Linked DNA regions of Mus musculus: regions 1, 2, 3, 5, 6 and 7 are each linked to region 4. A link is a contact called in public HiChIP or PLAC-seq and capture Hi-C data. All regions are on one chromosome and are shown on one strand. Each heading gives the region's core, a stretch centred on a gene start, on an enhancer-like site or on the middle of the called end of the contact. The rest is flanking DNA. Distances are from core to core; before and after follow the strand shown.

Region 1 (3,267 bases), core at 632-3,131, 780 kb before region 4:
AACCTAGCATTCAGGAGACAGAGGCACATGGATCTCTGAATTCAAGGCCAGCATGGTCTACAGAGTGAGTTAGTTCCAGGACTACACAGAAAAATCCTGTCTTGAAAAGAGGGGGTGGGGGTGGGGCAAATATTGAGAGCAAGAAGAGATACCATTTCTAACTTGGAGTGGAGAATCGATGTTTTTAGACAGTAAACTGGGCTATCAGAGATAGTTCAGAGAAGATCCCTGACCTAAAACAGAAGGCTTCCCAGTCTCAAGTGATGCAAGGAAAACCCACTCAGGTATAGGTATAGGTGGCTTGTTCAGCCATAGAGCCCCTGCCTTGTGTGTAGTTCCAAATTCAGTCCCCAACACAAGTATGTATATACTCCCAAACTTGTAAGGTAATCAAATATTGCTTTCTGGACAAAGGATCTAAATCCAAGGTATGGCTCCAGGTCACCACTCCAAGTACAACCTGACCCCAGATAGGGATGGTCTCTGATTCACAATTCTCCCCTTTCTGCAGCCTTAGTATCTGGGATTAATTACAAGCGTCACCTTTTTGTTTGTTTGTTTTGTTTTGTTTTGTTTTTTAAGACAGGGTTTTTCTGTGTAGCCCTGGCTGTCCTGGAACTCACTTTGTAGACCAGGCTGGCCTCAGAAATCCACCTGCCTCTGCCTCCCAGGTGCTGGGATCAAAGGCGTGCGCCACCGCCACTACCCGGCTTTTTTTTTTTTTTTTAAGCCCACACTAATTCATGATCAGATTGGCCAAGGGACTTAAGTGTAAACCAAACTAATCGAGTAACTTAGAGTCTGTGATGTGTGTGTGGTCTTCAATACTAGCGTTCAAGTGGAACAGGCAAGCTGAGTTCAAGACCAGCCTGGTCTACGTAGCCAGTTCCATAACAGCCACGGCTACACAGACCCTGTTCCAAATAAAACCTCCAGATGCTCTTTTCTTGGCAAGCAATGAGGGAGGGAGAAAAGACATGCCCAACGAAGTGGACCCCGGCTTGTCCGCCCTTTGCCCTCCTTGCTGAAGCCGTTGTACTCAGAGCAAGGTGACCGCACCCCTCCAAGTTGTTCTAAGAGGGAATTTCTCAAAGCAAGCGCTCAGAAGGAAGGGAGCATACACAGAGTGGGTGATCAGTAATTAACTTGTGCGGGCAACCTATAAAGTAATCAGAATATTTGTCCAACTCTTCCAGTATGCTAGTCTCTGGTCCCTCAACACCAGTGGGGAAATCTAGGAAGGTTTCTTGGAAGTTAGCACAGGATTTTCAGAGAAACATCGTCGAACACACAGACCCGCTCCCGGCACCGAGTGATAGCTAGGCCCGCCGCGCTTCTGGGCGGTCCCCAGGCTTACCTCTTGCTGGGCGAGCAGCACCCTCCGCTCCCGCTCCTTCTCCTCCTCCCGGGCCTGGGCCTCGTCGCGCCGCACGCGGGCAACATTGTCCTTGTTCCGGACGTGCCAGCTCTTCTTCGGCAAGATATTCATGGCTCCAGTGCCGACCTCGGACTGTCAGGCCCACTCTTCAGCACTTCCGATTGGCTCGAGGATGCTCCCGCCCCATGGTTCCACCCTTGCTCGTGCATTGGTTCTGGGCCAATTGTCACGTCCCATCCTAGCCTTGTTTAGAGATTATTGGCTGAGAGCCTTCCATCTCAGCCAATCCTAAGCATTTGTAACCTGAGTTGCTCCACCCCCGGACGCTGCTTGATGAGGCTGTTGCCTGTCTATTCCTTTAAGCAGACATAACCTAGCTCTTCAGGCCGATTTGGACCTGGCCCCTCCCCAAACCCCGTCCGAGGCTTCAGAACGGGGTTTCAAAACGCAAAGCGGCCTTGACTGTTGTTTATTAATACGGTTCAATTGAGAGTGTAGCATTCGGGTGGCAGAGGGCGGGGAATTTGGTTCCAGAGATGAAAGAGTCCCATCACTTGATATGAAGTCACTGAAGCTGAGGGGCTGAAGGTTCAGCCAGACTTATCAGGAAGTTCCATTCCTTGAGCTCAGAGCCACAGCTCGCTGGGCCAGGAAGACTTTATTCTGCACTTCCTGCGGGCAAAAAGGAGCGAAAGTGAAGCACACCTTTTCATTCTTCTTTCATAGTCTCATAGAGCCCTTTCCGGGGAAATCAGCCTGGCTCACCGTCTCTATCTGGCGTTTGAGCTCAGAGATGAGGCGTCCGTAACAGTTAGCCAGGGCTACGGTATACATCATCAGGATGCTATGGAAGACAGGAATGAAAATCACTCTAGAAAAACAATCATCTTCATCATATGGCTCCTTAGAAACCAGGCTGGAGAGATGGCTCGTAACCGGAGCACTGGCTGCACTTCCAAAGGACCGGGGTTCAATTCCCAGCCCCACATGGCAGCTTACAATTGTAACTCAAGTTCGTTACTTCACACAGACAGTCACACTGTCCAAATACCAACACACATAAAAATTAAATGAATAAGTAAATTAAAGAAACCAATATCAGGATCCTCAAATCCCTTAAAACCCTTTTTGAGACTCTGAACACAAGTCTTTATCCTCTCTCTTTAGACCCAAAAGTTCAGACCCTTTAACCAGAGGTTAAACTAGAGGTTCAGGCTCCATACCTCCTCCCCCTTCATCAAATCGATAAATCCACACCCTAGCCCTCCTTTCCTCAGACCAGGAATCCAAACCCAGATGTCTTTTCTTAGACCCTAAGCATTCACACTCCGACTCTCCTGCTCTTGATTTATAGGCATCCCGGCCAGCCCCACGTCTCTGTTGTATATAGGCACCCAGCCCACCTCTCTAGCACTCAGGTGCCCAGAAACTCCTTTCTCTTTCAAACACTAAATTACACACATTCAAAGTCTGACTGCTCACCTAGAGAGGATCAGAAGAGGTACAGTAAAAGCTTGGGTTCCCAGAAAGTAGAGAAAATTCTGGGCAGTCTGAGGGAGGCTCTCAATGGCCTCAGGGATCTGGGCCCAAATGGACAGCTTCCCGCGGAACGGGCCACACAGTTTCGAAGGTGGGATCCTGTAGGGGGAGACACACTGGATTCAGTCAAGTCGAGCTAGAGTGAGAACAAACAGAAGTCTCTCGTACTTACAGGAAGATACTGTAAAGCACGGGAACTGCAGAGATCGCCAGACCCACAAGGAGAACCAGGGGGAAAAAGAAGTTTGCCGTGGATGCTCGGAAGGTGCGGGAAGCCGGTGAGTAGATGGAGAAGAGGGTTATCTGGTAGGGAGAGGCGAGGAAATGGAGGTGTAAGACTCAAGAGTCAA
Region 2 (3,508 bases), core at 630-3,129, 830 kb before region 4:
GGGAACATGGGAAGGGGAAGAAGAAGCCTGTTGCATCTTTTGGTAATAACTGGGCCTTTATAACCACGAGTACCTATTTGATTTATCATTTAAATAGATTTAACATTAGGATGCTGGAGAAATGGCTTAGCAGATAAAAGTACTTGTTGCCCTTGCAAAAACTGGGGCTAGGATTCTCAGCAGCTCATGGTGGCTTACAAGCACTGTACCTCCAGTTTCAGAGGCTCCTCCTGCTGTCTGCTGAACTCTGCGAGCCCTGGACATGCATGTGGTGTGTATGCATGCAGGCAGAACATTCATGTACATAAAACTAAATCAACTGATAACTCAGGGATGAATGGCTTCCCAGTGGTTCTCAGGCCAAATTGAAGCATAGTGGGAAAAATTGAAGAGAGAAGAATTATCTCCTCCATCAAAACCCTGAGAAGAAGCCATCTCGGGTGGGGGAACCTCCTTCTGTGGAAGGCAGGCTCCCGTGAGAGAAGCTCGTATACTTGGCATTGAGGAACTCCTATGTCTGGAGCCTTGAAATATGCCAGGATCTGGCCCTATAGTTTCCCTATATAACTACATTAAATCCTCACTGCAGCCGACTTACCTAAGGAAATGGAGGCTTCAAGACCCCTGTTTTTTTTGTTTGTTTGTTTTTCTTTCTTTCTTTTTTGTTTTTGTTTTTGTTTTTTCCACACAGGGTTTCTCTGTGTAGCCCTGGCTGTCCTGGAACTCACTCTGTAGACCAGGCTGTCCTCGAACCCAGAGATCTGCCTGCCTCTGCCTCCCGAGTGCTGGGATTAAAGGTGTGCGCCACCACGCCCGGCTAAGACCCCTGGTTTGTTCAAGGACATGCAATAATGAACAAGATTGTCTAGGTCTCCTTAACATCCACATTCATGGTCATCTCTATTCACCTATAGTGGTTACTAAAGAGATGAAGGACAAAGTGAAGGGAGAAGAGAGCAACATGCAGGGGGCAAGGAGGAGGGGATGGAGGAAGAAGGAAGGAAGGCTATGAAAGGGGGAAGGGAAAGAGACAGGAGAAAAGGGAGAAGAAAAGAGGCAAGGTATGTAGTGGAGGAAGGGATGGAAGGAGAGAGGAAGAGAGGGGAATGAGGGAATCTGGGGTGAAGCTAGGCACAAAGATAAAATGAGTTGTTGGAGGCGAGGTGTGAGCAGCATAGCATAGAGCAGGTGGAGTCTCCCACTCACCTGTTGGTGTGAAGTCAGCACGGCATGCAGGCCCTGCAGAAGGTGAAGAGTTGGTTTTTACAAAGCCCTTTGTGGACTACCGTCTCCCCTCTAAGGAGCCCTAGACTCTGATTACATGAAGCCTGCCACCGTCTTTTTTAGGATCAAGCAAAACTCTGTACTTCCATTCCCCATACTTAAGAAGCTGCTGTCTGACCCAAGAGGACAGGCCTCTGTTCCCCACCTTTCCTAAGAACAATACTTTGCTCCTTGGGGTTTCTCTGCCTTGGGGTTTGAAGGTTTAGATGCCCCCTCCCTCCAGCACAGTAGACTTGCCCATTTACCATGAGAACTGAATACATTCTTTGACCCCTAGATATCCCTTACTCTCCTCTGCCTGGAGATCCAGAGAAACCTATGCTCACCCCCGACCCAGCAATCTGTCTTCCCCCGTTTAGGACTCAGGTATCTGGGTACCAGTCCTGATTCCTTTTTCTAAATTGGATGTTGAATTCCATATGAACAGATATAGCCCTCAGCCCAGCCAAGGATCCACACACAGGGGAGGGACAGCTCACAGAGAGTCGACAGCTGGAGTATCAGCGACAGGACCATGGTGGGCACTCTCCGTGGAGCTGAGGAAAAGGTTGACCCTGCCTTTTTCACTCTGAGGAAATGAAGCAACACCAGAAAGCCATGTGAGAGTCCTGTTTAGGGAACAGAGGAGTCAGGTGGAGGCTCCTGGGTAACTGTGTCATAGTTTCATTGTCTTGGAAAAAGTTGCAAGATGGAACAGTCATAGCCTCTGGTGTTCTTTAATTTAACTTAAAAGTTGGGGAGGAGGGCTGAGGACGTTGTCGCTAAGTAGAAGACCACTTGCCCAGAGTAGCCTCAGCACTGAGGAGAGAAAGGAAAGGGGCAGGTGGGAGGAAGAAAAATGGAAAAGAGGAAAAAAACAACAACAACAACAAAAAAAACAAAACAAAAAGGTAGAAAGGGAAAAAGAAGCTTGCTGTACAATATGTACTATGCCGGTAACAAGAGAAGGCTCAGACTCCATTACTGCTCTCACTGTCCAGTCCAGATATGTTAATTTTTTTAAGTGATGTGCATTATCTTAGAGGCTCAGGCTTGTAATCTCACCAGCTTGAGAAACCAAGGCAGGAGGCTGTCAAGTTCAAAGATTGCAGGGCCAACTTGAGCCATTTAATGCCCTGTCTCAAAATAAAAAGTAATGAAAGGGCTGAAAAATGTGGCTCAACAATAAAAGATATGCCTAAAATCCACCAGCAGGGACCTGGGATAGTAGAATCTATCAGCAAGTGGACGGAGGAGTGGCTCAATCGGAGATGGGTAGCCTAGCCTGTCCTGGTTTCAGTTTTCAGCACTAAGGGGCAGATGGAGGGAAAAGCCATGATCTGCATGCTAGTAACACAAAGCACAGGCAGTCCTTAATATATTTGGGATTAATTTAGAATTTCCAGAATGAGCTTATGTCTAGATGTGATCTCAATGTAAAGCTGACTTTTTTTTTTTTAAGGTTTATTTATGAGTACACTGTTGCAGTCTTCAGACACACCAGAAGAGGGCGTCAGATCCCATTGCAGATGGTTGTCAGTCACCATGTGGTTACTGGAAATTAAACCTTTGGAAGAGCAGACAGAGCTCTGAGCCATCTCTCCAGCCCAAAGCTGACTTTATTACAGGAGAACGTTATGTTACTTCTCCGATGCATTTGCTGAGTTATAAACTATAAGAAAATGGTGAGGCCAGCAGGTGTTCAAGGTGGTTTAAATCTTTCAGTCCTCTTAAGCCTCACTCCAGAACTACAACTCCCGAAAGGGTCCACGTCCTCGCCCAAGGGGCGGGGCCTCACGCAAGGAGAAGGACCACAACTCCCAGAGAGCTCCGCTCCTTGTCGCCGCCAAGAACAAGATGGCCGGGAGTAAGTACAGGTTTGGAGCTCGCGGGGATCAAGTAGTTCCAGGAAACTGTGGGCTGATCCGTGGCTGAGTCTCAGTGGAGCCTTGGGGACCGGTAATCCGTCCCAGAATAGGGGCGCGGCAGTCACGAGGGTGCAGAGCAGGGGTGATACGAGAGTGTTAGAGGTCACCGCAGTAGTCCCCAAGGGTGACTGTCTTCTCACCTCTCTAGGAATCTCTGCCTTCCTCAAGAATGCCTGGGCGAAGGAGCCGGTGCTGGTGGTGTCCTTCTCTGTCTGGGGCCTCGGTGAGTGCCCCCTTCCCCGGCGCGAAAGTGCATCCTCCACCCGGAAGTCATCAGCATTCCACGGCACAGTTTCATCTCGCATCCCCTTGCCAGC
Region 3 (3,252 bases), core at 181-2,680, 730 kb before region 4:
CTGGTGGATGGTGCTACAGCTGCTCCAGAGTAACCGAAGCCCTCATAAAGCATCATCTCCCTAATGGGCACTCTGGGCTTGGCTGTCACTGTGAGTCTTGGACTCACTGTTTCCTGTGCTCTGTGTCAAAGTTCAAAAGAGCCCTGGATCCCCACATACACCGCACATCAAGTGGTCTCTGAAACCTGTATGATTTCAATATCATTCTATGGAAGGCTGAGGTTCCTCACCTGAGACCAGGAGCTCCACGGATTCACTTGGAGGTGACCACACATATGGTCTGTTCCTGTCATAACTGTAACATCTGCATATCCATCTCTGGTTGGGGGTCACAGGGCCCACAGAGAACAGGGCGTGGTACTTCCTTGTAGAGTAATTATACTGTGAGTCTTGTGTCCACGAGAGCTTCTGTGGTCCTTCTACAGTCAGAATGAACTTGTGATCGTTGTGCCAGGACTCACACTGGAGGGTGACATACCCTCCTGAAGTTACCACAGGGCTGGCTTGGGCTAAAAGGCTGGGTGTCCAGTAGTGTCCTGAAGAAAAGGAGGAGTCAGTTAAATATCCCCAAGCCTCATTATTCTCCTTGGCTCTGAGGTTCCCACAGTGAGGGTGGGCATTCCTGTTAACAGAGCCAAGTCTGGACATTTATAACCTGAGGCCTAGGATCCTGTGTGTCTCTCACCTGTCACCACCAGCTCCAGGAGGTCACTGTAGCCTGATGATTTATACTGGGTGCTGTAGGAACATCGATATTGACCTGCATTACTCAGGTCTACATTTGAGAATGAGAATTCAGCCTTGTTTTCTGGCTTCTGTTTGTTCTTTGTTACGGTTTTATATAGCTTTCCATCTTTATAGAGGCGGTACTCATTGGCTCCAATTGTCTCTTCACACAAGAAGGTCACCTTAGTCCTCCTGGAGACCACAGAGTCTGGCTGTACTCTGAGGATAGGCTTAGGGAGGGACCCTGCAAGTAACAGAGCAACTAGGACTCAGGACAAACACACTCAGATTGCAGTCCTTAACCCCATGGCCTTCCTGCCACCCACAGGACTCACACACAGGTGGTGTTTTCCACCATCACAGCCCAGGCATGGCTCCTGGATATGAAGAAAAGAGCATTTCAGGTCAGCTGCAGACACACTCACCTGTCAGCACTGGGATCCAGAGGCTCAGAGTCAGTCCTGGAAGAGAGTTCTTTGTAAGAGATTTGTCCCTAAGGCTGAGCAAGTCTGCAGAAACATCTGAGAACCTGGGGTTTCCTTTTGGGTGCGTGCTGGTCTACAGGCCATGATCATTTCCAGACCTCAGTATCCCCTCCCCCTCTTCACATCTCACCAAGACGGAGCAGGGCTGTGAAGGTGCAGGACATGGCATCTCCCCTCAGTGGCTGCAACTGTGCTCAAGGGCAGAGCTACAGAGCCTTTCTGAAGGGATTGTGTACAGGGTGTGGCACTGGAGGCAGGGCAGTCCCCATGACATGGTCATATATCAGCAGCCCCACAGAAAGAGGAACTGCCCTCCTCAGCACCATGCTCTGACTTCCTCAATGGTGTGACTAGGCCAGGCAGTAGACCCTCTGCCATTAGTTCTTACACAGATGGCGTTTCCTCATCCCACCAGTGTCTGCCTCACCTGTGCACATTACTGTCATGGCCATATTGTAGCAAACATGTGTGAACATTTCACACAACAGTACAAATTTACGTGTGGTTTTCTTTGTTCCTCTTTGTTTTATGGGAACTATTTCTTTCTTTTCAACAGTTTTGATGTTTCTGAGAAGGATCTTCCTGTATATCTGCCTGGAGTGTGATTGATGACAGCTTTTTCTTCTTAGTCTCAAGCGATGCATTACCACTGGGCATTACAATTGGTTTTTGTTTTTTATGTTTGTGTTTTCCCTTCCAATTTTAGGGTACATATTTCTATTCATTTTTTAGTGTTTGTTTGTGTGTCTCTATGTTTGTTTGTATATACACATGCATGTGTGTCAAAGCACATGTATGGAGGTCAGAATACAACTTCAGCAATCAGTTTTCCTTGTCCAGTGTGGATCCTGTCAACAGAGTCAGGTCTTATTTTGGCAGCAGACACTTATGTTCTGAGCCATATCAGTGTCTCATCACTTACCATCATCGTTTTCCTAAGTCCTTTTGCTTAGTTAACAAATTATCTTGTCATGGGGTTACTGGTCCACACAGGTGCAGGTTTATTTGAGTTTCTGGGGATACAGGTTGTAGGTGTACGAATATGACCATAATTCTTTTTTTTGGTTTATTAATCATTCCATTTGTTTACATCTCAAATGATATCCCACTTCCTGGTGTTCCCTTCACCAACCCCCCATCCTACATATGGTAACCCATTCTTTTTGCCTGTATGAGACTGCCCATGACCCCTCCACACTCTCGCCCACTGCTCAAACATCCCCCCACTCTGGGGCATCAAAGCAGTCTTCCCTCCCATTGCTGTGAGAGAGTCCATTCTCTGCTACATGTGTATCTGGAGTCATGGATTCCTCCAGGTACACTCCTTAGTTGGTGGTCTAGACTCTGGGAGAACTGGGTGGTCATGCCAGCCTATGAGTTTGAGGCTCTTCCACACATTTTCTTATATTAGATTCAGTATATCTGGTTTTAGGTGGAGGTCCTTGATCCACTTGGACTTGAGCTTTGTACAAGGAGATAAAGATGGATCGATCTGCATTCTTCTACATGCAGACTGGGAGTTGAACTAGAACCATTTGTTGAAAATGCTGTCTTTTTTCCCCTGGATGGTTTTAGCTCCCTTGTCAAAGATCAAGTAACCATAGCTGTGTGGGTTCACTTCTGGGTCTTCAATTTTACCTCATTGATGTACCTATCTGTATCTGTACCAATTCCATGCACTTTTTATCACTATTGCTCTATAGTATAGATTAAGGTCAGGGATGGTGATTTCCAAAGAAATTCTTTTATTGTTAAGAGTCGTTTTCACTATCCTGGGTTTTTTTTTTTTTTTTTTTTTTGTTATTCCAAATGAATTTGAGAATTGCCCTTTCTAATTCTATGAAGAATCTAGTGGGAATTTTGATGGGACTGCATTGAATCTGTAGATTGCTTTTGGTAAGATGGTTGCCATGGTTCTTGTTGAAGTTCCACACACAGTGGTGCAGGCATGGGCAGTATTTGTGAGCACCACTGTATCATTGTGTTGCAGTTGTAAACTTGAGAAGCTAGCTTTGTGGTTGGTGGAGAATGCCACCACACA
Region 4 (3,147 bases), core at 636-3,135:
CTACAGAGCAGAAGGAGAAAACCAGCTTCCATGGTTGTCTACACAGATGGCAAACTCAGACCCACTCCAGCCCAACATACACACACTACATAATAAAAACAGGTTTGGTTTTGGATAGTTTTGAGAATGTGAATTATGTAGCTGTTGGGGTGTGTGTGTGTGTGTGTGTGTGTGTGTGGTGTCTGCCTTTATTCACTTAGCACAACATCCTGTAGAATCATCACACAGAAGCATGTCTGAATTCCTTTCCTTTTGAAAGCATAGTAATATTCCACTGTATGGATGAGCCGTATTCTGTTTATTTGTCTGCAAATTGACACCTGGAATGCTTCTGCCTTCGAGGTATTATAAACAAGGCTGCCATACACAACATTGTGCACACAACAGTGTGCACATAACTCTTCAAACCCCAGAGCAGGGGCTGCTCTTACCTCTTTTAGCCAGCTCCAAAGCAGTTTGTTTCCCGATGCCTGTGTTGGCTCCTGTCACGATAACAGTCTTCCCAGGTATGGTGGCCTTGCTGGGACAAGCCCCACCAGCGACATAGTCCCTGAAGGTGAGAAACAGCACAGTGAGTTCTGTCTGCCTCGTGCCTGCCTCAAGATTTATGAGCTGGGGCAAAGCACTCGTAAGCTCACATCCATCACCAAAGCACCCAAACACACGGGAGTCCTCGTCATGGCCTCAGAAAAGGATTATACGTTGGAACATCTCCAAGAGGTAACAATCATTTATTCATACTTTTATAAAAACAAAAGACAATAGCCAGAAGTGGTGGTACACACTTGCAAGCCCAGTACTCAGGAGGCAATGGCAGGAATACCAGGAATTTAAGGTCATCATCCTCGACTACAGAGCAAGCTCAAGGCCAGCCTAGGCTACATGCTGCCTTGTCTATAGATGGATGGATGGATAGACAGACAGACAGACAGAATGCATGACGTTGGAAGGAGCATGTGTCAGAAGGGGTCCATGGAAGTTGGAGAACAATGATTGGGAAGCGGGTGTGTATACATCAAGAAGCTGGAGAGATGTCTCAGCAGTAAGAGCACTGCTGCTCTTACAGAGGACCCAGGATCAGCTCCCAGCACCCCACACGGTGACTCACAATAACTCCAGTTCCACGGGATCTAACATCTTCTTTTAACCTCCGAAAGCATAGCATATGCATACATGCGGGGGGGGGGGGGGCGGGGAGGGAAACACCTCATGTAAGCTGTTAGCGGTGACAGACACGCATGTCCTTGGTCCCAGCACTCAGGAGGCAGAGGCAGATCTCTCGTGAATTCAAAATCAGCCTGGTCAATATAACGAGTTCCAGGCCAGCCAAGGCTTCATGGTGAGACCCAGTCTGAAAAACGCAAGGAAGGAAAGAAGGACGGGGGAGGAGAGGAAAGGGAAGAAAGGAAGGAAGGGGAGGCAAACAGGCTGGGCAAAGAGGAAAGGGTAGAGAAGGAGTGGTCCAGAGATAAAATGAGCACAAGATCCATGCTCCACCCCTTCTCCCTAGGTGACCTTGAAGAGGTGACCCGCCCTCCTCTCCCGGAAAAGCCATACTAGTGAGCGGGAAGAATTCGTCCGAGGACTTAGGACAAGGGATACTTCTCTGGCCTTGTTTGGCATTCCCCTGTCGCAAACCTACCACCAAGCGCGCAGAGAAGACGCGCAGACTCACTTGAGCAGCACGGTGCCGCCGATCACCGTGCCCACTACGGACACCGGCAGCAGAAAGCGGCTCATCCCAGGCTGGGGAAAAGGGTGTCCGTGGGTCTGCACTCCAGGCCACTCCGCGGACGAACGCGCTGCCCAGGAACCCACGTGCGCTCGAGTAGCGTGAACGTGGAATCACACAGCCACCAGAACCCGGCTATGGGGAGTGACCAGATGTGGAGGCGGGGCTTTAGGAAGTAGGCCCATGGCGCACTTAATGCTGGGAAACGTAGTTTCTGGAGATGGAATGCGGCCGAGGTTGACAGGCGTGTCAGCTACCAGATCAAATGTCATCACACTCAACCAATCCAAGGGCGTCCTGAAGTTCGGGAAGAAAAAGAGAGAGAGAGAGAGAGAGAGAGAGAAAGAGGGGGGGAGGGAGGGAGGGAGGGAGGGAGGGAGGGAGGAAGGAAGGAAGGAAGGAAGGAAGGAAGGAAGGAAGGAAGGAAAGAAGGAAGGAAAGAAGGAAGAAATAAAAAAAATAGTAGCTGGGTGGTAGTGGTGCTCGCGTTTAATCCCAGCATTACGGAGACAGGAGCAGGCAAACCCATAAGTTTGTGGCCAGCCTGTTCTACAGAGGGAGTTCTAGGAAGCCAGATCCATGCAGAAGAATACTATCTGGGAGGAAGAAAATAAATAAAGTAGATAGATAGATAGTTTGGTACCAAGCATTTCCATTTCCAGACATCGAGACCCTGTAGAATGAACCATGGTTTTTCTCCTCTAAATAATAGTTAATGGTAGCACTTTCTGTGTAGGCCTTGTGAAGGAGGGAAGAAGGCTGGGACCTGGACCCCTGGGTCTGAGGGAGGAGGGTGAAGTATAGATTCCTGAGTCTGAGGGAGAAGGGTAGGATTTGGACTCTTGTGTTTAAGAGTGGAAGTCTGGGGTGTGGGCTTTGGATCTGAGGGAGGAAACTGAGACCTGGACCATTGGATTTGAAGGAAAAGAAGGATACTGGCTTTAAAACAACAGTGAGATGGTGCATGGGGTAGAGACACTTGTCATACAAGCTTTGCAACTTGTGTTTGATTCCTAGAACATGGTGGAAAGATAAAATCAACTCCCAAAAGTTGTCCTCTGACCTTCCACCACGGCATGTATGTGTCCACACACTTATACACCAAAAGGAAAGAATAATATATTTAAAACATACTAAAGTGTTAGTGTCTAGAAGCAGGAGAGGAGGAAAGGAAGACAGACAGACAAACAGACGAACGGACAGAAGGAAGGAAGGAAGGAAGGAAGGAAGGAAGGAAGGAAGGAAGGAAGGAAGGAAGGAAAAGAAAGGAAGTTAGGAAAAAGGCTATAGACAGTGGACAAATACATCCTGTCACTAGAAAATGTCAGCACACTTGACACCTGTTTGTCTTCATGAAGGTGACAAGGAGATAAATATTTTTCAATTATCAGATTGGCAACATTATAATAAATATT
Region 5 (3,506 bases), core at 706-3,205, 940 kb before region 4:
CTAAGGTTGAAATGATCCAGAGATTAGTGTAGTCTGTGAAATGACATGCAAATTTGTGAAGCGTACCATAAAAAAGAAAAGAAAATGCCCCCACAGACTTACCAACAAGCAATCTGATGGGGGCATTTTCTCAAATGAGGCTCCTCTTCCCACATAATCCAACAATTGTAAGGTTAACAACAAAATCAAGACAAACTCCAAGTCCCATCAAACATCTCCAAGATGGTCCCACAACAAGGAACCCTGTAAACTCAGCCCTGTTCATAGAACTCTGAGCAACATGGAACCAGTAATACTGTTTGGGTTAGACACACGTGGGTTGAAATTTGGTTTCCTCAAAATCTCTGAAATATTGAGCCGGGTGTGCTGGCGCACGCCTTTAATCCCAGCACTCGGGAGGCAGAGGCAGGTGGATTTCTGAGTTCGAGGCCAGCCTGGTCTATAAAGTGAGTTCCAGGACAGCCAGGGCTATACAGAGGAAACCCTCTCTTGAAAAACCAACCAACCAAACAAACAAACAAATCTCTGAAATATGTTGGAAATCACTTTGGTTTGCAAATTCAGATCAGATTTCTAACCTATAAAAGCAAACTTAATCTTCTTCAGAAGGCTTTTAGGGTTGTTCATTTGTTTTTAAATAGGGAGTGGGTTAGGATGGTCTCACTATTTAGCTCCTGCTGGCCTGGAACTTGCTATGTAGACCAGGCTGACCTCAAACTCACAGAGATCCGCCTGTCTCTGCCTCCTCAGAACTAGGATTAAAGATGTTCTACTGTACATGCTTTGTTTCATTGTTTTACATACAGTCTCATATAACCCAGCTGGGCTCAAATTCACGACGGAACCAGATGACTTTGAACTCCTCCTGACTCCTCCTCTCTAGAGCTGGGATTACACCTTGCTAAGGAAAGTTATTTAATAACATTTGTCATCTATTGTAGTAGTAGTAGTAGTAGTAGTAGTAGTAGTAGTAGTATTTATTTATTTATTTATTTATTTATTTATTTATTTATTTATTAAAAAGAGCTAGACATGGTGGCACAAACCTGTAATCTCAGCATTTGGCAGGACGATCTCTGTAAGTTCAAGACCAGCTTGGTCTACATAGTAAGATCAACCAAGGCTGCATGGTAAGATCTTGTCTCAACAAATTTTAAAAATAAGTAAACAAGAAGGTCTTTCTGATGTTGGTCTCTGTCCTATCTCAATCATAACAAGTTGGCTTCGTATAAAAGAAAATAGCGGGCTGCTGACTCAACCTTGGCTAGCAACAGCACATAGAATTTCTAGTTTTGATTCCTTTACATTATATCTATGCTCTATCTGCTTTGTGTCTGTCTGTGCGTGTGTTGAAGGGAGGGGGGATGTTTATGTAGTCCAGGCATTCCTTAAACTCCCTACTTAGCTAAAGATGATCTTCAAATTTTATTTGCCTCTCTCCATCTACCATGTACCGGAGTTACAGGTTGCATGTCACTATTCTTGATTTATAGTACTGGGAATGGAACTAGGGCTTCACGTACACTTGGTAAGCACTACCAACAAAGCTACAGCCCCAGCCCCTATCTTTTCCCCATCTCTGTCTACTACATGTTGAGCATTTGTTTTGCCCTAACATGTACAGTGAACTCACTGAAATTTCTGGTTTGTCCTATGCACTCAGCACACTGATCTGGTGTAAATTCTGGCTTCAGTCCCCACCCAAGTATCTCACCAGCTTTATGATTTCCTGGAAACTGAGTGTCCCACCCTGAATAACTTACGGAGGCAGAGAAGGGAAAGGAGCCTAGAGATCATGGTGGCTCAGCGGCTGGTCCAAAGGTCTTCAGCAGGTCTACTATCAGCAGAAGAAAGTGGCCAGGACATCAGCATCCCCAAGCTCAGGGAGTAGGCAGGATTGGTTTTGAGATCGCTGCTCAGTTCCTTCCTCACACGTTCACTCGCAGGAAATGTGCTGATGCTATCTGTTGCAACATGTTCCTATAAACCCCTTCAGAGACTTGCCTCACTTGGTCCTCTTCCGTTTCAAATTTCAGGCCTTACACAAGTAATTTTCAAAGGGCCTAACACTGGGCTTGCTGGGTTTATACTGAGCTGAGATTTGTGTAAACTGAGAGTCATATATCATAGTCACTAGACGTTGGCCAATATTCCTTTCCTACTAGAGATGATCTGCCTCTCCTTACTGAGGAAAAGTGACAGAGCCCAGACAGTTTCTCTTTCCATTTTATTTTGCTGGATCTCATGTAGCCCAGGGCAGCCTCAAAATCACCATGTAACTGAAGATGACTATTTATTTATTTATTTATTTATTTATTTATTTATTATATGTAAGTACACTGTAGCTGTCCTCAGACGTACAGAAGAGGGCGTCAGATCTCATTACAGGTGGTTGTGAGCCACCATGTGGTTGCTAGGATTTGAACTCAGGACCTTCGGAAGAGCAGTCAGTGTTCTTACCCACTGAGCTATCTCTCCAGCCCTGAAGATGACCTTGAACTTCTGGTCTTCTTGCTTCTACCTCCTGATGGGATTATGGGTATGTGTCACCACATATGGTTTAGGCAGTGCTGGGAATTGAACCCTGGGCTTTGTGTTTGCTAGACAAGCACTCTACCAACAAAAGCCACAGTCAAAGGTCCCCAAATGCATTTCAAGCTACATGAGTGAACATTAGTCATGATGACATTTGCCTTTAATATTTGTTTTAGTATGAGAGTTTAGTTTAGTGTTTGTTTGGTTTGGTTTGAAACTAGGTCTCAATATATAGTCCAGGGTGGTCTCAAATTTCCCACTGATGAGGATGGTCTTGAACTTCTTATCCTTATGCTTCAATCTGGGTACTGGGGACAGAATTTTTCAGTCAAGGAAGCTGCTGAACACATGAAGATGCTCAGGTCAAGACTAGGCCCATGGCTCAGGAGTATAGTGCTTATCTGGGATGCATGAGTCACTAAGTTTAAACCCCAGTGCCATCACCAAAAACAATCTCAAAAAGAATTATCATGATTATTCATAAAAGATCAAATTGATAAAATGATACAATTATCATTATCCATAAAAGATCAGGGTGGAAGGAGCCCAATGAGGATGATAAATAAATCATAATATAATCATAAAAGTGAATGATCTCAAGCTTCCACAAAAATAAATAAATAAATAAATAAAATACATGTAAGACCATGAAATCTCAGAAGTAACATGGAGTGTGAAAGAACTTGGACACAAAGAATGCATGTGGTCCAACTCTAGCTATCCTGGTCAACTGCAGGCAAAACCCAGTCACAGAAAAATTCAAAATGGATTATCTAAGAAGAAGTAGAAATTGACTATAGAGAGGAGGGCCAAGAACACTTTTAAGAGCGCTAAAATAGTCTAGTTTTTTATCTACACAATGTGTACACCAAGGTGGGAGAAAAAGATCTGATAAATTATAGGCATGGCAGATGATAGATATAGATGAATGGTCGACAGATAGAAAAGAAGATAGGTAGGGAGAGAGAGAG
Region 6 (3,166 bases), core at 54-2,553, 680 kb after region 4:
ATTCGCCTGCCTTTGCCTTTCAAATGCTGGGATTAAAGGCATTTAATTAAAGGCACCACCACTCCCGGCTTATCAGATTGCTTTATATTGCCTTTGCTATGTTTGGTATGTCTTTTGTATCCCTAGGCTCTCAAGGAGTTTTATGATAAAGAGGTGTTGGATTTTGTCAAAGGCCCTTTGTGCATCTAAAGATATGATCATGTTTTTTTTCCCCTTTTAATTTGTTTATGTGATAGATTACATTTGCTGATTTTATTTTTCTCTTTTTTAGAAGATATTTAGAAGATATTTCAAATATGAAATACAACTTTATTCTGATTCTAAATGAAAGAGTGGGAATGACAGTTACAAACAAGATTTCACCACTGACTATTGTGATGCTACGGTAGCAGTCTTATCTTTGAAATCCAGAACAACTCTGTTCCAGGGGGCTAAATACGCAAGTCCAAAAAAATGAAGGTGTATTTTAACTGCCACATTCACTCCGAAGCCCATTCATCTCCTTCAGCATCCCAATGAATTGCACGATCTCCTTTAGCTAAATAAGGTGGCACACACACTGCACCGCTGGCTGGCATCACAGGACAGTTGCCTAAAATAGACTTCTGACGCAGGGCTCCAGCTTCACTTTCTCACAGGTCATCTTCCTCATCTGGGAGAGCAGTCGTCTGAGCAACCTCTAAATCATGCTCGTACTGTGCTGCCAAAGCTGGGTCCATGACTACCTCAGGTGGGGCAAGAGCAGGCATGGCAACGAACTCCAAGTTAGGATCTCCAATGAGCTTTCTGGCAAGCCAGAAGAAAGGCTTTTCAAAGTTGTAGTTACTTCTGGCAGAAATGTCATAGTACTGAAGATTCTTCTTTCGGTGGAAGAGAATAGGTTTTGCCTTCACTTTCATGTCTTTAACATCCACTTTGTTGCCACACAATACAATGGGGATGTTTTCACACACACGCACTAGATCTTTATGCCAGCTAGGCACATTCTTGTAAGTAACTCTTGATGTTACGTCAAACATTATAATGGCACACTGGGCTTGGATGTAGTAGCCATCGCGCAGCCCCCCGAACTTCTCCTGACCGGCTGTGTCCCACACATTGAACTTGATAGGTCCTCTGTTGGTATGGAAGACTAATGTGTGCACCTCCACGCCCAGGGTGGCTACATACTCCTTCTCAAACTCTCCGGTCAAGTGGCGCTTCATGAATGTCGTCTTTCCGGTGCCGCCGTCGCCCACCAGGACGACCTTGAACTGGACCTGCGGCTCTCCCTGGGCGGCCATCGCGGCGATCCTGCCGGAGAGAGCGGCTGCTGCACGTGCGCCCTCTAAAGGCAGCGGCCGGGAAGAGCGCGCGGGAAGGCAGACTCTGTACCAGACTGTGGGGGAAGGGAAGCTGGGCACCGCCCGCCGCTGCGGTGCCCACCCGAAGGACAACCAACCCTCGTGTTGCGCTCTGCCGGGTCCTTCCAGCTACCTTCCAGGACTGATTTTCACTTACTGAACCATCTCTGCATTTCTTGGATGAAGCCTACTGAATTGTACCGAATCAAGGATTCATGACAGGGACACAGAGGAAGGCAGCTTGGCTCAGTGAACTGCCTGCCATCCTGAACAGATCTGTTAGATCTGAACTTTTCTGACAAAACTCCTTTTGCCTAAGCAACGGGCTGCACAATTTGTTTTTAGAGACAAAGGAAAAAAAAAAGGCGATCTTATGTCAAATATAAAAGAAATATAGAGCCGGGTGTGGTGGCGCACACTTTTAATTCTAGCACTCAGGAGGCAGAGGCAGGCGGATTTCTGAGTTCGAAGCCAGCCTGGTCTACAAAGTGAGTTCCAGGACAGCCAGGGCTATACAGAGAACCCTGTTTCGAAAAACCAAAAAAAAAAAAAAAAAAAAAAAGTATATATATATATATATATATATATATATATATATATATATATATGTGTGTGAAGGAATGGAAGAATTAAATGAGAGTCAGAGATTGAACTCTTGTAGAAAGCCAAGCTTGATATCATAGGTAGTAGGAAATTTTTTTTTTTTTTCAGTTACTGAAGCACTTTAATTTCTTTACACAATGACGTGTTGCTGGGGCCTAATGTTCTCACTGAACAGTAGAAAACCAAAATTTGTCATTTCTTAAAGAATTGAGTACAACAAAACCTTACATAAATTAAAGAATGAATACATTTACAGGTGTCGATGCAAACGTTCCCAACTCAAGGCAACTAACAACCGATGGTGGTCAGGAGGGAAGAAACCAGAACGGAAACTGGGTCCTAAGGCTCGGACTTTCCCACCCTGTTAGACTGGCAAGAAGGAGTGGTAACTGGTTCAGGAGCCCTTGCCAGCCTCGGGAAATCCTGGAAGTCTGCTGTTGGTTAATACCCTGCACAGATCACTCCGTGGTGCTCACAGAGATCCACCAGGCTGGGCCTTTCTCTTCCACTGCGTGTTCTCCCCAGCCCCAAGTGACCGAGCCACATGAACTAAGGACTGAATCAAGATATGCACAGGGTGTTAAACATATACCAAGGGAGCAGTTAACTTGAATACAAGGTCAAAAATCAGCAAGTTCTATGATCCAGTGCTGATATCAGATACACGCTTCAAGGACAAATTTCTTTTCAAAGGCTTATTCCAGTTTCATGAGGCTAGCATGAGGTGTGTACATTTGCCAGGGCAAATCGATACTTCAATACCAGCTCATGCAGCAGATGCCTGGCACCTGCTCAGTCCATCTAGAAGCATTTGCAGTGGACGATGGGCCCGACTCATCATACTCCTGCTTGCTGATCCACATCTGCTGGAAGGTGGACAGTGAGGTAGGATGGAGCCGCAGGTCCAGACTGAGTACTTGCGCTCAGGGGGAGCAATGATCTTAATCTTCATTGTGCTGGGTGCTAGGGCTGTGATCTCCTTCTACATCCTGTCAGCAATGCCTGGGTACATGGTGGTACCACCAGACAGCAGTGTATTGGCATACAGGTCTTTGCAGATATCCACATCACACTTCATGATGGAGTTGAAGGTGGTCTCGTAGATGCCACAGGATTCCATGCCCAGGAAGGAATGCTGGAAGAGTGCCTCCGGACACCAGAACCGCTCATTGCCAATGGTGATCACCTGCCCATCGGGCAGCTAGTAACTCTTCTCCAAG
Region 7 (3,108 bases), core at 138-2,637, 850 kb before region 4:
TCTAATTACAGTCTCTGAAACACCCTAACAATAAAGTCAGAGCCATGAATTTGCTATTTGGTCCTTAACTCACAGGCTTAATCATCTTAGATCAATTTATAATAACAGTTATAGAACGACTGGGTCTAAGCCCTATACTTTTAAATTTTTTGTATCAATACAAGAAATTTATACCAGCCAGGCGTGGTGGTGCACGCCTTTAATCCCAGCACTCGGGAGGCAGAGGCAGGCAGATTTCTGAGTTCGAGGCCAGCCTGGTCTACAGAGTGAGTTCCAGGACAGCCAGGGCTACACAGAGAAACCCTGTCTTGGGAAAAAAAAAAAAAAAAAAACCTTGATTTTGCATCAAAATAAATTCTGTATCAAAATAAGAAATTATGACATCAACTTAGTAACAAGTAAAAATATTTCTACAAAATGAGATTACAGCTATGCAATCAATTCTAGCTATTCCTCCCTGTTCCAACTATGACCATTTCAACATTCCCTAGAAAGACAGCCTATGATAAGCCCCTCCAGTCCCAAAGGCCAGGGAACTGGAGCAACGACTCTTCATAACGTTTTCAAGCTGAATATGGGCATTGAGATATTTTTAAGGGGAGGGGGGAGGAAGGGTAGGGAAAATAGGATTGGTTAGCCTTAAGAAGGCCACACCAATGATTGATTTAGCCTCTGATGTCTGTGTCTTGATTGGATCTGGCTGAAAGTCCAAGATATCTGGAGACCCACCAAGGCTATATATTCTGTAATATGCAAATCTCAAAACAATTTTTTGGTATCATCAAGATAACCTTTTGTTTGATTCTCTGGAATCTAGTTCCTCAGGGAGTCTCCCTCTATCATATCAGAAGATCAGTCAGGTGCTCTTATACACTGAGCCATCTCACCAGCCCAGCATCCTTTAATCCCAGCACTCAGGAGGCAGAAGCAGGTAGATTTCTCTGAGTTGGAGAACAGTCTTTTGTAAGTTCCAAGACAGCTAGGGTTATACACAGAGAAATCCTGTCTCAAAAAACCACCATCACCACCACCACCACCAAGAACAACAACAAACAATACTACAACAAACATACACAAACACACATACACAAATACAGAGCCCAATGTATACAGCCCACTTTGTTGACCTCACTGTCAAGGTGCTATATCTAGATGGCATTTTTTTTAAAGATTTATTTATTATTATATCTAAGTACACTGTAGCTGTCTTCAGATGCACCAGAAGAGGGCATCAGATCTCATTATGGGTGGTTGTGAGCCACCATGTGGTTGCTGGAATTTGAACTCAGGACCTTTGGAAGAGCAGTCAGTGCTCTTAACCACTGAGCCATCTCACCAGCCCCTAGATGGCATTTCTACATTCTTGCAGCTCCAGTGTACAATAAATCAGAAACAGGAAGCATGGGATGGTCTTGTGACAGCCTTGTGGGGGATAGGAAAGGCAAGGAACACTGTTTCTCTAACCACAGTAACTCAGGCACTAAATGTACAACATTTATCTCTCCAGATCAGGAGAGACTCCAGTTCTCTGTAGGCACTGACTTAAGTGTCCAAAAATTAGACTTGGTTCTGACACTAACTCTCTGGACTCGATGCAGACCCACCAGTTGGGGTCACTGTCCCCCAAGCCTATATCTAGTGTCAGTTACAAGTGGTGGATCTCCCAGTTACCCACATGTCAGGAAGTTGGTTTTTTTTTTTTTGTTTGTTTGTTTTTTGTTTTTTTGTTTTTGGTTTTTCAAGACAGGGTTTCTCTGTATAGCCCTGGCTGTCCTGGAACTCACTTTGTAGATCAGGCTGGCCTCGAACTCAGAAATCCGTCTGCCTCTGCCTCCGAGTGCTGAGATTAAAGGCGTGTGCTACCACGCCCGGCTTCCCACATGTCTTAGTTAGGGTTTTGCTGCTGTGAACAGACACCATGACCAAGGCAAGTCTTATAAAAAACAACATTTAATTGGGGCTGGCTTACAGGTTCAGAGGTTCAGTCCATTATCATCAAGGTGGGAGTATGGCAGCATCCAGGCTGTCATGGCGCAGGCAGAGCTGAGAGTTCTATGTCTTCATCCAAAGTCTGCTAGTGGACGACTGACTTCCAGGCAACTGGGGTGAGAGTCTTAAGCCCTCACCCACAGTGACACGCCTATTCCAACCAGGCCACACCTCCAGATGGTGCCACTCCCTGGTCCAAGAATATACAAACCATCACACCACACTTCTGCCTGACCCCTTGTCATCTTAGGGTTAGGGTTAGGAGACCTCAGGAAAACACTCTCCTTACTATTATAGTTTAGTAGAGAAAATAAACTCTGGGATTCTTCAGGAATAGTAAGGTGATGAGGTGGGGTTGGGGGTTGCGTGGGGTGGGGGAGGGCAACAATGACTAAAATGCATTAAATACAAGTACTTCTGTGGTGGTTTGAATATGCTTGGAATTAGATGTGACCTTGTTGGAGGAAGTGTGTCCCTGTGGGAGTGGGCTTTGGAGGACTCTTATGCTTAGGCTCCGCCCGTTGCAGAAGAAAGTTTCTTCCTAGCTGCCTGAGGATGCCAAGTCTCTCCTGGTTGCCCTCTGATCAAGATGCAGAGCTCTCAGCTTCTTCTCCAGCAACCATGTCAGACTGCACACTGCCATGCTTGCTGCTATGATGATAATGAACTAAACCTCCCAAACTGTAAGCCAGCCCCAATTAAATGTTTGCCTTTATAAGAGTTGTCTTGATCATGGTGTCTCTTCATAGCAATGGAAACCCCAACGAAGACAATAACATTGCCAGAGTCAAGAATAAATAAATAAATAAATAAATATATAAATAAGGATAAGTCAGCCTGGTGGTTCATGCCTGTAAATACCAGCTACTCAGAGGTTAGGGCAGAAACATGGCATATTCAAGGCTCACTCATGGTACAAACTGAATTCAGTGCCAGCCCAAAAATATTTAGGGAAACCCTGTCTCAAAATTAAAAAAAAAAAAATGTTTAAAATGGCTGAGGATGCAATTCAGAAGTAGAATATTTGCCTAGTATAAGACTCTAGGTTCTGGAACTGGTGAGATGGATCACAGGTAAAGGCACGTGACAGCCTAATGGTGAGATGGATCACAGGTAAAG

The links. HiChIP or PLAC-seq counts read pairs in DNA pulled down with a chosen protein or histone mark. Capture Hi-C pulls out chosen DNA fragments and counts their contacts.
Region 1: an H3K4me3 HiChIP or PLAC-seq map of bone marrow-derived macrophages shows a contact between it and region 4, with 14 times the contacts expected there. The contact joins the promoter of Leng1 here to the promoter of Rdh13 in region 4. A contact is called at or near these places in 9 of 39 promoter capture datasets (the 3T3-L1 cell line, the C10 cell line, cranial neural crest and 5 more), 1 of 15 datasets of contacts at CTCF or cohesin (large pre-B cells), 6 of 484 Hi-C or Micro-C datasets (bone marrow-derived macrophages, cerebral cortex, cortical neurons and 2 more), 18 of 115 datasets of contacts at active chromatin or transcription factors (the NIH/3T3 cell line, bone marrow-derived macrophages, embryonic basal ganglia and 9 more) and 4 of 9 other capture datasets (adipose tissue, embryonic stem cells, liver and 1 more).
Region 2: a contact with region 4 is called in a capture Hi-C map of embryonic stem cells, with 14 times the contacts expected there. The contact joins the promoter of Oscar here to the promoter of Rdh13 in region 4. A contact is called at or near these places in 13 of 39 promoter capture datasets (the 3T3-L1 cell line, the C10 cell line, the HPC-7 cell line and 9 more), 1 of 15 datasets of contacts at CTCF or cohesin (large pre-B cells), 24 of 484 Hi-C or Micro-C datasets (the AML12 cell line, B cells, the Ba/F3 cell line and 15 more), 25 of 115 datasets of contacts at active chromatin or transcription factors (the NIH/3T3 cell line, T-cell acute lymphoblastic leukemia, bone marrow-derived macrophages and 12 more) and 3 of 9 other capture datasets (adipose tissue, embryonic stem cells and liver).
Region 3: a contact with region 4 is called in an H3K4me3 HiChIP or PLAC-seq map of bone marrow-derived macrophages, with 5 times the contacts expected there. The contact joins the promoter of Pirb here to the promoter of Rdh13 in region 4. A contact is called at or near these places in 1 of 484 Hi-C or Micro-C datasets (B cells), 17 of 115 datasets of contacts at active chromatin or transcription factors (the NIH/3T3 cell line, SST interneurons, bone marrow-derived macrophages and 12 more) and 1 of 9 other capture datasets (adipose tissue).
Region 5: an H3K4me3 HiChIP or PLAC-seq map of bone marrow-derived macrophages shows a contact between it and region 4, with 4 times the contacts expected there. The contact joins the promoter of Tarm1 here to the promoter of Rdh13 in region 4. A contact is called at or near these places in 2 of 39 promoter capture datasets (embryonic stem cells and liver) and 1 of 115 datasets of contacts at active chromatin or transcription factors (bone marrow-derived macrophages).
Region 6: a contact with region 4 is called in an H3K27ac HiChIP or PLAC-seq map of microglia, with 5 times the contacts expected there. The contact joins the promoter of Rasl2-9 here to the promoter of Rdh13 in region 4.
Region 7: a contact with region 4 is called in an H3K4me3 HiChIP or PLAC-seq map of bone marrow-derived macrophages, with 5 times the contacts expected there. The contact joins the enhancer-like site here to the promoter of Rdh13 in region 4. A contact is called at or near these places in 1 of 39 promoter capture datasets (stem cell-derived epiblast-like cells), 1 of 15 datasets of contacts at CTCF or cohesin (large pre-B cells), 14 of 484 Hi-C or Micro-C datasets (the G1E-ER4 cell line, Sertoli cells, bone marrow-derived macrophages and 7 more), 12 of 115 datasets of contacts at active chromatin or transcription factors (bone marrow-derived macrophages, embryonic limb bud, embryonic stem cells and 2 more) and 1 of 9 other capture datasets (embryonic stem cells).

The regions. Positions count from the first base shown.
Region 1 is chr7:3,663,959-3,667,225 of GRCm38.p6, forward strand. It overlaps Leng1 (leukocyte receptor cluster (LRC) member 1), which reads right to left and starts at 1,882. Exons shown (of 4, transcript NM_027203.3): 1 at 1,358-1,882. The coding sequence starts at 1,489. Tmc4 (transmembrane channel-like gene family 4) reads right to left here. Exons shown (of 15, transcript NM_181820.2): 12 at 3,090-3,220; 13 at 2,861-3,016; 14 at 2,144-2,222; 15 at 1,796-2,050. The coding sequence ends at 1,982.
Region 2 is chr7:3,614,278-3,617,785 of GRCm38.p6, forward strand. Oscar (osteoclast associated receptor) reads right to left here and starts at 1,880. Exons shown (of 5, transcript NM_001290377.1): 1 at 1,764-1,880; 2 at 1,207-1,239. The coding sequence starts at 1,800. Ndufa3 (NADH:ubiquinone oxidoreductase subunit A3) reads left to right here and starts at 3,096. Exons shown (of 4, transcript NM_025348.3): 1 at 3,096-3,130; 2 at 3,340-3,414. The coding sequence starts at 3,121.
Region 3 is chr7:3,718,952-3,722,203 of GRCm38.p6, forward strand. Pirb (paired Ig-like receptor B) reads right to left here and starts at 1,431. Exons shown (of 15, transcript NM_011095.2): 1 at 1,342-1,431; 2 at 1,152-1,187; 3 at 686-970; 4 at 231-536. The coding sequence starts at 1,375.
Region 4 is chr7:4,443,772-4,446,918 of GRCm38.p6, forward strand. It overlaps Rdh13 (retinol dehydrogenase 13 (all-trans and 9-cis)), which reads right to left and starts at 1,886. Exons shown (of 7, transcript NM_175372.4): 1 at 1,676-1,886; 2 at 432-550. The coding sequence starts at 1,740.
Region 5 is chr7:3,500,669-3,504,174 of GRCm38.p6, forward strand. It overlaps Tarm1 (T cell-interacting, activating receptor on myeloid cells 1), which reads right to left and starts at 1,956. Exons shown (of 6, transcript NM_177363.4): 1 at 1,764-1,956. The coding sequence starts at 1,797.
Region 6 is chr7:5,124,647-5,127,812 of GRCm38.p6, forward strand. Rasl2-9 (RAS-like, family 2, locus 9) reads right to left here and starts at 1,304. Exons shown (of 1, transcript NM_009028.2): 1 at 296-1,304. The coding sequence starts at 1,283. The coding sequence ends at 633. It also overlaps the pseudogene Gm47692.
Region 7 is chr7:3,596,539-3,599,646 of GRCm38.p6, forward strand. No RefSeq gene overlaps it. Among named protein-coding and RNA genes, the nearest start is that of Oscar, 18 kb to the right of the region's middle. Within about 2 kb of position 1,388, at least 7 of the 459 cell types and tissues checked have an H3K27ac peak or open chromatin away from gene starts, as enhancers often do. A contact at or near this core is called in bone marrow-derived macrophages, where this site is marked.